Linked DNA regions of Sus scrofa: regions 2 and 3 are each linked to region 1. Evidence: chromatin contacts called from public Hi-C data. All regions are on one chromosome and are shown on one strand. Each heading gives the region's core, a stretch centred on a gene start, on an enhancer-like site or on the middle of the called end of the contact. The rest is flanking DNA. Distances are from core to core; before and after follow the strand shown. Region 1 holds the start of KRTCAP3 (keratinocyte-associated protein 3). Region 2 holds the start of IFT172 (intraflagellar transport protein 172 homolog). Region 3 holds the start of ZNF513 (zinc finger protein 513).

Evidence for each region. A called contact is a pair of places that touch in the nucleus more often than the background predicts.
Region 2: a Hi-C map of differentiating spermatogonia shows a contact between it and region 1, with 1.5 times the contacts expected there. The contact joins the promoter of IFT172 here to the promoter of KRTCAP3 in region 1. A contact is called at or near these places in 3 of 47 Hi-C or Micro-C datasets (differentiating spermatogonia, embryonic fibroblasts and mesenchymal stem cells).
Region 3: a Hi-C map of embryonic fibroblasts shows a contact between it and region 1, with 1.8 times the contacts expected there. The contact joins the promoter of ZNF513 here to the promoter of KRTCAP3 in region 1. A contact is called at or near these places in 4 of 47 Hi-C or Micro-C datasets (alveolar macrophages, embryonic fibroblasts, psoas muscle and 1 more) and 1 of 2 datasets of contacts at active chromatin or transcription factors (alveolar macrophages).

Annotation. Positions count from the first base shown.
Region 1 is chr3:111,718,319-111,721,507 of Sscrofa11.1, forward strand. It overlaps KRTCAP3 (keratinocyte-associated protein 3), which reads right to left and starts at 1,927. Exons shown (of 7, transcript XM_021087684.1): 1 at 1,809-1,927; 2 at 1,483-1,667; 3 at 1,340-1,399; 4 at 955-1,161; 5 at 699-833; 6 at 483-596; 7 at 263-359. The coding sequence starts at 1,836. The coding sequence ends at 489. It overlaps NRBP1 (nuclear receptor binding protein 1), which reads right to left. Exons shown (of 18, transcript NM_001244239.1): 15 at 3,152-3,189; 16 at 3,003-3,066; 17 at 2,689-2,744; 18 at 2,060-2,606. The coding sequence ends at 2,502. IFT172 (intraflagellar transport protein 172 homolog) reads left to right here. Exons shown (of 50, transcript XM_003354889.4): 50 at 44-186. The coding sequence ends at 133.
Region 2 is chr3:111,682,023-111,685,168 of Sscrofa11.1, forward strand. It overlaps IFT172 (intraflagellar transport protein 172 homolog), which reads left to right and starts at 1,652. Exons shown (of 50, transcript XM_003354889.4): 1 at 1,652-1,838. The coding sequence starts at 1,800. GCKR (glucokinase regulatory protein) reads right to left here and starts at 1,517. Exons shown (of 20, transcript XM_021087679.1): 1 at 1,366-1,517; 2 at 1,012-1,090. FNDC4 (fibronectin type III domain-containing protein 4) reads left to right here. Exons shown (of 7, transcript XM_003481268.4): 7 at 1-474.
Region 3 is chr3:111,769,434-111,772,709 of Sscrofa11.1, forward strand. It overlaps ZNF513 (zinc finger protein 513), which reads left to right and starts at 1,973. Exons shown (of 5, transcript XM_021087688.1): 1 at 1,973-2,232; 2 at 2,485-2,643. The coding sequence starts at 2,178. It overlaps PPM1G (protein phosphatase 1G), which reads left to right. Exons shown (of 10, transcript XM_005655254.3): 8 at 1-121; 9 at 408-510; 10 at 819-1,435. The coding sequence ends at 1,025.

The DNA.
Region 1 (3,189 bases), core at 677-3,176:
CGCCAGCACGGCTGAGTTCCTGTCATACTTTCTCTGTTCACAGACATCCCACAGCCCTGTGTGCCAAGACGTGTTGAAGTTCATCAGTCAGTGGTGCGGGGGGCTGCCCAGCACCAGCTTCTCCTTCCAGTAGCTGGTGGCGTTGATGGGTCCCATCCCTCATTAAAGTTTGGCAAGTAACTGAGACCACTGCAGTCTTTGATCAAGGCCACCCCCAACACCAGCCCAGGGCCCCTTGCTCCCAAAAGGAATCAAAATCAAGTAGAAAAGAAGTTCTTTTATTACAAGTATTATTACTATAGAATCAGATCCTAGGGGTCAGTGGAAACCCCTTGTGAACTGAGCCTCCGGATCAGCACCTGCTTGATGGAAGGGAGAGCCTGCATCAGAGGGCAAGCAGCACAGCAAAGGGCTCAACCCAGTTCTAAGAGTGGTCCCGGCCACCACCTGTGTCCCAGGCTACAATCCTCCTGGTCCATTACCTGTCCCTAAACCCAGCTTTTCTGTGATGTCCGGATTTCATGAGTTTGATCCAGTAACTGCTCATTTTCCTGCCTTTTACATTTGGGAAGTTCAAGCTCTGTCATTTCCTCCAGCTACAGAAGAGGGTGGGGTTAGTGCTGCAGCCCTGAATTATAATTCAGCATCTTTTCAACTCAGTGTGTGTTGAATGAACCCTTACTGTTCATCTTCCTTACCTGTTCCTGTAGCCCTGCCCTCCTACAGGGCCCAACCCCACGCAGGGTGAGCGCAGCCACACAGCAGTAGCCAGACAGAGCAGCCTCCGCTGCAGACATGAGCAAAGATGGGATCCAAAGAGCCAAGGCTGTATCCTAAAGTGAAGGGAGAGTGGGAGACTAGCGGGAGCAGGCAGGAGTGGCACAGTAGGGACAATTAAAAGGCAGGACCCCGGCTCTGCGGACTGCAGAAAGGCTGGCGAGAAAATAGACTCACATAGATTCTGGTGGGATCAAAGGGGCAGTCAGCGTGTCCATGCCCCTCGTCCAGGGGTAGCAAAGGATCCAGCAGTCCTGGGTGGCAGTCAGCAATAAGACGCCGGCCGCCATTGGCTATAGTCAGTGACACAGCGAGGAGGAGCCCCAGGGAGCAGGCCGCAGACAAGAGAAGGTTCACCAGAGCTAGTGCCAGTAGGGCCCAGTGCTGGCAGGGGCAGAAGATCAGGGTGAGCAGCCTGGGGGGGCAGGGACGGCAGACTCTCCCACCGACCAGACACCTCGATTATTCTCTGAGGCACCTCCTCCCACTGCAGATAAAGCGGAGTCAGCCCCCATTTCCCAGATTCCAGGCCTCCTCATCAAAGTTCCAGAAATCCCCTCACCAGTTGTGGGCGAAGAAGGTTCCTGGATGCCAAGAGGGCCACAAGTCCCAGGGAAACACTCTGGAAGACAAAAAACTTGAGGCCCGCGCAGCTCTCTGGGGCCACCCGCCCGGCCACCCGCGGCCCGTCCCTACTGCGCTCACCAGCAGCCCAGAGCCCACGGAGATGATATTGGCGGTGGTGTACTCCGGGGTGACGGCGCCGCGGGGATTGGCCACGTGCCGCAGGACGGTGCCGTGCAGCACGGCCCCCAGCAGCAGGTTCACGTGGCCCACCAGGATGAGCGCGAGGCCCACGCGCATGAGCCGCGGGGGCCCGCGGTCCGCGTCTGCAAAGCAGGGGGGGAGGGGCAGACCTGAGCCGGAGCGGACCGAGGGCACCAGGGGCCCTGGGGCGGGTCGAGGGTGGGCGCGGAGGAGCACGCCGCCGCCGCCACCCCGCCACCGCCACCGGAGGGGCCGGAAATTACCGAAAGTGCAGAGGCGGCAGCGCTTCATCCCGTCGCTGGAGCTCGCCGCGGGGCAGCCCTACCTGGCCCGGGCCCCGCCCCCGCTGCCCGGCCAGTTCCGCCCGCCCAGCGCACCTGCCGCCCGCCTCCGCGCCCCCTAGTGGGGACGGCGCGCGCAGACACACACACACACACACACACAACGCGCGCGCGCACACACACACACACACACACATACGACGCGCACGCGCACACACACACACACGACGCGGTAGCAAAAAGTAGACTTTTATTACAGCAGCAACTGAGGCGAATCGAATGGCCCCCCAGGGCCACCACTGCAGCACCACCCTTCTCTCCCGCCCCGTCCGCCCCAGCGGGATTGTAGAATGCAGCTCCCCCGGCGCCCGTGGGCTTCCTTTCCACACAGGCTGGGCGGGAGCCGGCAGGTCAGCTACGTGCCCCCAACTAGAAGGCGGCTGCTGAGAAGGCCCGGGCCCACGTCTGTGCAAAACAAGTAAACAAAGTGCAGAGGGAGGGAAGAGACGGGGAGGGGCAGGGAGGGTGATGCTCAGAACCAGGGGGCCCCAAAGCCCTCCTGAATAACAAAGGAGAGAGGGGCCTCACAGGGTAATACTGACTGGGGGGAGGGGCGGGGGCTGCGGCGCGCCTGGTGACAGCCACAGCGCAGGTTGGGGCCTGGCCCGAGGAGCTCTAAGAGGAGACGGTGACAGCGGCTGAGTTGAGGGTGCTGTTCCTGGCGAAGTTGAACTTGTTCAGGGTCTCCTCCAGCAGGGAGGTCAGTCGGCTCTGGTCGGCCTAGAGGAGAGAGCTGGGTGAGGCGGCCGCAGGGGACGGCGGGGACAGCGCGGCGGCCGGGCCGCGGGGGGCAGCGCCTCACCTCACTGATGAAGCCCAGCTGCACCAGCTCAGCCGCCAGCTCGGGGATGTTCTCGTCTGACAGAGAAACGGGAGAGCGTGAGCACAGAGCCCGAGGCGGGGCCGCGGCCCTGGCCACAGCCCCGGCGGGGTGACCCTGGCTGGGAAGGAAGGACACAAGCAGGACTGTCAGGGCCACCCTCCAGTTGCAGGGGCTAAGATATTCACTCTACAGCAGTGGAGCTGTCACTGCCCGGTCGCCTTCCCCACCCCCGAATGTGTCCGTGGCAGATAAGGCTCACGGACTCCCCATCCTCTGAGGGTAAGGAGACTCACTTGGCATCAGGTCACAGCTCAGGTGCCGGTTCAGTTTGTCCTCTAGCTTCAGCAGAAGCGTCAGCTGGAGAAGGGGACAGTCAGGCCACGAGGCTCCGCCGACCCCCCCTCCGCCGCCCCGGCCTCCGCGCCCCGGCCCCGAGCCTTACGTGGTGTTTGACACCCTCCTCCACCGACTCGATGTTGC
Region 2 (3,146 bases), core at 402-2,901, 37 kb before region 1:
TTGCATGGGTGGAGAGGGGCATAGAAAACTAGAGCCCTAGTCCATTTTGCTTTGTTGGGGGGGAAGGGGGAGAAGGAAGAAAAAGAGGACACAAATTCTCCTTGCTCCACTGGAAACTAGGGTCATGTCACCTGAGAGGCCCAGAAGCCTTTTTCAGTGTCCACATCCGCAGCCCATTCCTCACCATGAATTCCATCACCCCTGAGCTAATTTTCAGAAAAGGACTGAACGGTGTGTCTTGGGACAAATGAAAGAGCAGCTATACTAATGGATCCCTGGGTGCCAAGTGTTCCTCTCCTGTGCATTTCTGTGCCTATTCTTCCCTGCCCTTGCTTTCCCTTTTGTCTCTCTGTCTGTCTTTCTGTTCATTTGGTCAAAGTCAATAATAATTGTAAAGTATAAATGAGTTCCTATTCACTCTCTGCCACTATATCCAGAAGAGGATTCTGGAAATAAAACTGGGGTTGGACCTCTCCTGTCAAAAGAATTATAATTTGGGCTCTGGGGCCTACTTGTGTCCTGTGAAAATAGGGCCTGTCCCCTACTTTTTCCTAAGTTCCAAGAGGGGTTTGTGTCAGTGAAAAAGAAATACCTGTTGACATCTGCAACCACTATGGGGGAAAGGCTTCAGAACCCAGAATCCATCTGGACAGCAGATGCTGCACTGTCTGGAAGGTAACACTGTTCTCAACGTATGTTCCTCCCAGAGGAGGCGTCTGAATCTCTCCTTTTCTGCATCTCGATCTCTCTGTTATGTTACAAGAAGTTAGACCAACAATTCTGAAAGGGACCCCGATCCAAACAAAGATCAAGAAGTCAGTATCTTTTGTACTAAACCAAACTCCGACCCCTTATCACAAGACTGAACCTATCAGGTACTCGAAGCTATGCTCTGCCCTCTGCCCTGAACCATAAAAGCATCCTGATCTAAGCAGCAGTCTCTAACCCAGTTTCCCAGTTCAGAAGTTGGGGACCTTACCTCTCTCTGGCCACTGGTTCCAAAGCACTCACCTGTCAGGCTCTGGGCACATCATCATTTCTGGGGAAGGGAGTGTCACGGGGTACAGTAGCATGGCATAAAGACAGGGAACTAGAAATTGAATAGGAATATCAAGGGTGCTTAAATACTCCAGCTCCGGGTTGAATCCAGTTCCGTCTTTTTCACACTGTGTTAGCTTAGGCAAGTGACCCCTCTGATCCTGTAAAATGGGACTGATAACGCTCTTCCCTTCCAAAGGTGGCTCTGAGATTAAATGAGATACTGTGAGCACAGCACTTTGCACAGTACCTGGCAGACACACACTGAGTAGTCCGTGTTACCTATCATCATCAGTCTTGTGAGCCCGTGCAAGTTACATAACGTACTGGTGTTCAAGCGTGTCCACTGGCAAACGCCTGTCACACCAACTGCCCCAGCTTTCCTCCAGGTTTGCGAGGATTAAAAGAACGCACTCAGCCACGCTTACGTACATCAAAGAGCAAGAGCGCCCACGATTACGTACGACGCCGGAGTTTGCGGAAGGCTCGTGGGCGTGGCTTGAGTTTGCGTTTGCACGCCACCACGGCATTGGTCGGGGAGAGCATTCCTCCAGCCCTCTCGGGCGTCCCGCCCTCGATCTCATTGCGCCTGCGCACGTTCTGTTTGCTTCGCGGCAAATCTACGTGGTGACCTTGCGACGCGCGCCTGGCGCGCTGGTCGCTTCTGCGTCAGCGGCTGCCGCTGCGGCTGCGTGGCGGGTTGTCCAGGTAACCACGGGAGTTGTCGCCGTCTGTCCGCATCTGAGAGGCAGGTGTTCGTCATGCAGTTGAAGCACCTGAGGACCCTGCTGAGCCCTCAGGTGAGGAGTCGCGTGCCTCTTCCCTCCCCCGCCCTCCTTAATGTCCCAAGAAAAGTGAGGGACTGAAGTTTAAAAACGTTGAGCGCCTACTGTGTGCAGAAGACCAAAAGCCATAGCGGTGCTACGGACTCTGCTCCGTCGATGGAGGATGGAGTAGGCGAGATGGACCACTGACCATCGTAGCTTTCATTTCGTTCCATTTAACGAATCAGTTGTGTACCAGGTCCTGTGCTGGGGCTTTAGGGATCCAGAGCTACATCAATTGTTGCCTCTGCCTGCAAGAGGCTCATACTAGAGGGAGAGGCGCACATGTGAACAACGAACATAAATCTACACCGCCTTAAATAAGCACTTTAGGTGCAAGCCCCACTTAAAGGAGGGCAGACGGCCACCGTTCGTTCTGATGCTGAAGATCTCATACTCAGAAGAAGCTGGGCCCTGGGGGAGGAACCTTAGAACTTAATGAAGAAAGGGGTTGAGTTTTGCGGTTAGGAAACCAGAATTCGAATCCTACTTTAGTAAGTGTCTTGATGGTCCTGATTTTAGCCATCTCTCCGAGCACTCACCCAGTCTTGGATCTATACACTTGGAAAACAGGAATAATGATAATCTCAGCTTTAAGGGATTAGGGGAAACAGTTAAAGGAAATAGTACACGCAAGAGAACATTGTAGACAGAAAAGCAGCATGAAAACTGATAGACAAGAGAGAAGGACGTTCACACTTCAAAGGACAAAATGAAAGCTAAGAATATCTGTCATAACTGAATGTTTAACATGTACCAGAGCAACATAAATAAAGAAGTTAGGATTGTGGATTATGGATTCAGACACACATGGATTTAAATCTTGGTTCTGCCACTTAAACTGTGGTTGTAAACTTGAGCAAATTACTTAACCTTGCCATGCCTTAGTTTCTCCATCTGTAAAAGATGCATCGTAACAGCATCTACTTGGTTATGAAATAAAATAAGATAATGCATATCAAGCATTTAGCAGAGTGCTTAGTCTGTGGTGCTTGTTAGCTATTTTTCTGATCCCTACCTCATTTAATCCTCACAACAGTCCTGTGAGGTCCCTTTGTAGAGAAGGAAGAATTGATTGATTATGGGAAACGGAAAGGCTTCACAGAGGACGTGGCATTAGGAGAAAAGAAGGAAATTAGAATACAAGAGAGGTGCGCTCATTGCTCTGTAAACTGTTCCCTGAATCTGTATTTTTAAAATTCCTTTACCCTAATGGAATAATTGGAAGTGAAATCTTCCTTCAGTCTTTCAGGATAAGATGATGTCATGATGCAGGAAAGGGCT
Region 3 (3,276 bases), core at 723-3,222, 51 kb after region 1:
TCTATAAGAGAAACAAGAACTTACCACCTGAGGAACAGATGATTTCGGCCCTCCCTGACATCAAGGTGCTGACTCTCACTGATGATCACGAATTCATGGTCATTGCCTGTGATGGCATCTGGTGAGCACTGGCAAAACACCCTAAAACTCCCTTTTCCGCCCATAGCATTACTTTTGTAGGGCTCTCAGCTGCTTTGTCATCCTAATGGCTATATTCAGCCCCTTTCTCAAGCTGCTCTAGAATTAGAGCCTAGATAGGCAGCTCAGTGTCAAGACCCCAAGCCTAAGACAGAGTTGACAGTGTCTGTGGGTGTTTATGTTGTCCGGGCCACCTGTCACCTCTATTCATATTTGTCTACTCTGCCTTGGTGGGACTAAAGGAGATTGAGTGTTGTTTCTGACCCCAGGAATGTGATGAGCAGCCAGGAAGTTATAGACTTTATTCAGTCCAAGATCAGCCAGCGTGATGAAAATGGGGAGCTTCGGTTATTGTCATCCATCGTGGAAGAGGTAAGTCCCCCGGTAGAGGAGAGGGTGTTTGGTCTGCGTATCCAAGGTTTTCTCTTTAGACCTGAGTTAAGACCAGACTCTACACTAATTACTGACATACTAAACTCTGACTAGAAAGTTCCACTTTCCCTCATTTCCCTGATTTATCTTTAGGCCTCATGGTCTAGCAGGTGGTCTGTTTTGTGATACCTGTTGCCCATTCCCTCCTCCTGCCGTCCTGTCTCGGCAAGGCCAGCCCTCTTGTCGGACTTTAGGTTCCCAGGAAGGTGTTCAAACGCTGAAGCTGAGCTACCCCATCCCTTTTGTAGCTGCTGGATCAGTGCCTGGCACCAGACACCTCTGGGGACGGTACAGGGTGTGACAACATGACCTGCATCATCATATGCTTCAAGCCCCGAAACACAGCAGAGCTTCAGCCAGAGAGTGGCAAGCGGAAACTGGAGGAGGTGCTCTCTACTGAGGGGGCTGAAGAAAATGGCAACAGTGACAACAAGAAGAAGGCCAAGCGGGACTAGCAGTTGTCCAGACCCCTGCCCACCTAGACTGTTTTCTGAGCCCTCCGGACTGAGACTGAGTTTTGTCTTTTTCCTTTAGCCTTAGCAGTGGTGGTTATGAGGTGTGCAGGGGGAGCTGGGTGGCTCTGCTCAGCCCATTCCAAAGAGGGCTCTCCCTCCACACAGCAGCCTGGGAGCCTCTGCTGTCCTCCCCAGCCTCGTCCTTGCTCCTTGGGGCTCATCGCCGGTTCTCTGCCTGTGCTCGTTGTGTTGGAGGGAAGGACTGGTGGTTCTGGTTTTTACTCTGTGAACTTTATTTAAGGACATTCTTTTTTATTGGCGGCTCCATGGCCCCCAGCCGCTTGCACCCGCTCTCTGTTGTACACTTTCAATCAACACTTTTTCAGACTAAAGGCCAAAACCTAATCGTGCCCGTGGTGTCCTTTTTTCTCCGCTGCCATCCTGTCCGGCCCACCCGCCCAGGGTGCCCCGACTCCCTACTTGACCTCCAGCGGTAGCGTCTACCTACCCTTCCCTGTGTGGGTGCGAGGGTGGATGTGGGTGGGTGTGTGTGCTCCTGCCTGCCTGCCTGCCTGGGGTGTGTGTGCACGAGAGGGAGAGGGGGCCCGAGCACTGTAACTCCCTGAGCTACAATTCTGGCGTCGCAGCACATCGTCCCCGGCTCCTGCAGTCAGGAATGAGTTCTTCCTCGTTCCTCCCGGGAGGGGTCGGAACCGGCCTGGCGGCCCTTAAAGACCAAAGGCAGGGGCAGGGTTTGACCTGCCCTTCTTGTTCCATCAGGTCCCTGATTGGCTCGCTCGCTTCCTTTCGTCACAATCACTTCCTGGTCACGCTGCGGACGCTCTCGCCCCTTCTGCCTTCCGCGAACTACGCGTCCCGTGTGGCTCTGCGGCAGCGGAAGCGGAAGCGAGTACGGAGGTACCAGCTGGTCTCCGTAGGGGGGGTAGGGGGCTCCATGAATGGACGCGGCGGCGGTGGCGGCGGGAGCGGCCTGAGCTGGGCACCGGGGCCAGGGCCGGGGGCAGCCCGGGGCCCGCGCCGCTGCATGGGGTCGGCCCGCGGGCCCTGAGAAGAAGGGCGGGCGGACAGGATTGGGAGGGGCGGGGCCGGACGGCCGCAGGCCGGAGGCGCGTCGGGCTGGAGCCGGTCACGATGCCCCGAAGGAAGCAAAGCCACCCGCAGCCCGTGAAATGCGAGGGGGTCAAAGGTCAGGGGTCAAAGGCCGCGAGGTGGGGAGGAGCGGGGGTGGGGTCAGTGGCGTGGGTTCAGGTCTGGGTGGAGGGGGGATTCCTGAGGGATGGGGTGGGCGGTCTGGACTCCTTGCTTCCCATCGAGGTACTGAGGGAACCCGAGAGGGTCTACGAGTGCGGGCAGTAGGGTCTGCGAGGGCTGGTACCCCGGGTGCAGATGATGGGCACGGTTCCCGAGGGAGAATCTACAAGCCCCTTCGCCTCTTCAGTGGATACCGAAGACTCCCTCGACGAAGGACCCGGGGCCCTGGTGTTGGAGAGTGATTTGCTACTAGGCCAGGATCTGGAGTTTGAGGAAGAGGAAGAGGAAGAGGAGGAAGGTGACGGCAACAGCGACCAGCTCATGGGCTTCGAGAGAGACTCTGAAGGTGGGTTTGGGAGACTTGGTTAAGGATTAGTGACCGCTGGAACCTCAGCCTTTAGGAGGCAGGTTGGAGTTTAGTGCCAGTGAGCAAGACACCGTTTCTTGCCACTACCGAGCGGGTTTAGTTTAGTTTGGGGCTAGAGTTCTTCGTTTGCCTAATGGTCCATCACTTTGTTGAGGTGAAGTTCTGGGGCCTGGTCCAAAGGTAGTATGAACAGGACAGTGGAGGAGTCACATGAAACAACTGGTTAAAAGCAAATGCCCTTTTCATAACCTTGTCCTGCTCCTGAGCCCATTCCTTATGAGAGTTTACTTTTAAGGTGTTCAGGGAAGCAACCTCATTCAAGCTAGTACTTATTCTCTTTCATCCACAGCACAGACTTTTGTATTGAGGTTTTAGTCTCTACCCTCAAGTATCCTCCCACATTCTTCCTTTTAATCTTATCATCACCCCATCTTAATTTGCTACACTACCTATCCACCAATGCCACTTATGAAGAATGTTTTTGAAAGTCATTGGGGAACCTATAGAAGAGAAAAATCCTATCCTTTAGGCTTACGAGTGATGTTACATGCATTATTTTGTTTCCTCTTTCCTCCAGATTTTGCCTCTTGAGATAGTATGGAGCTGATTCTG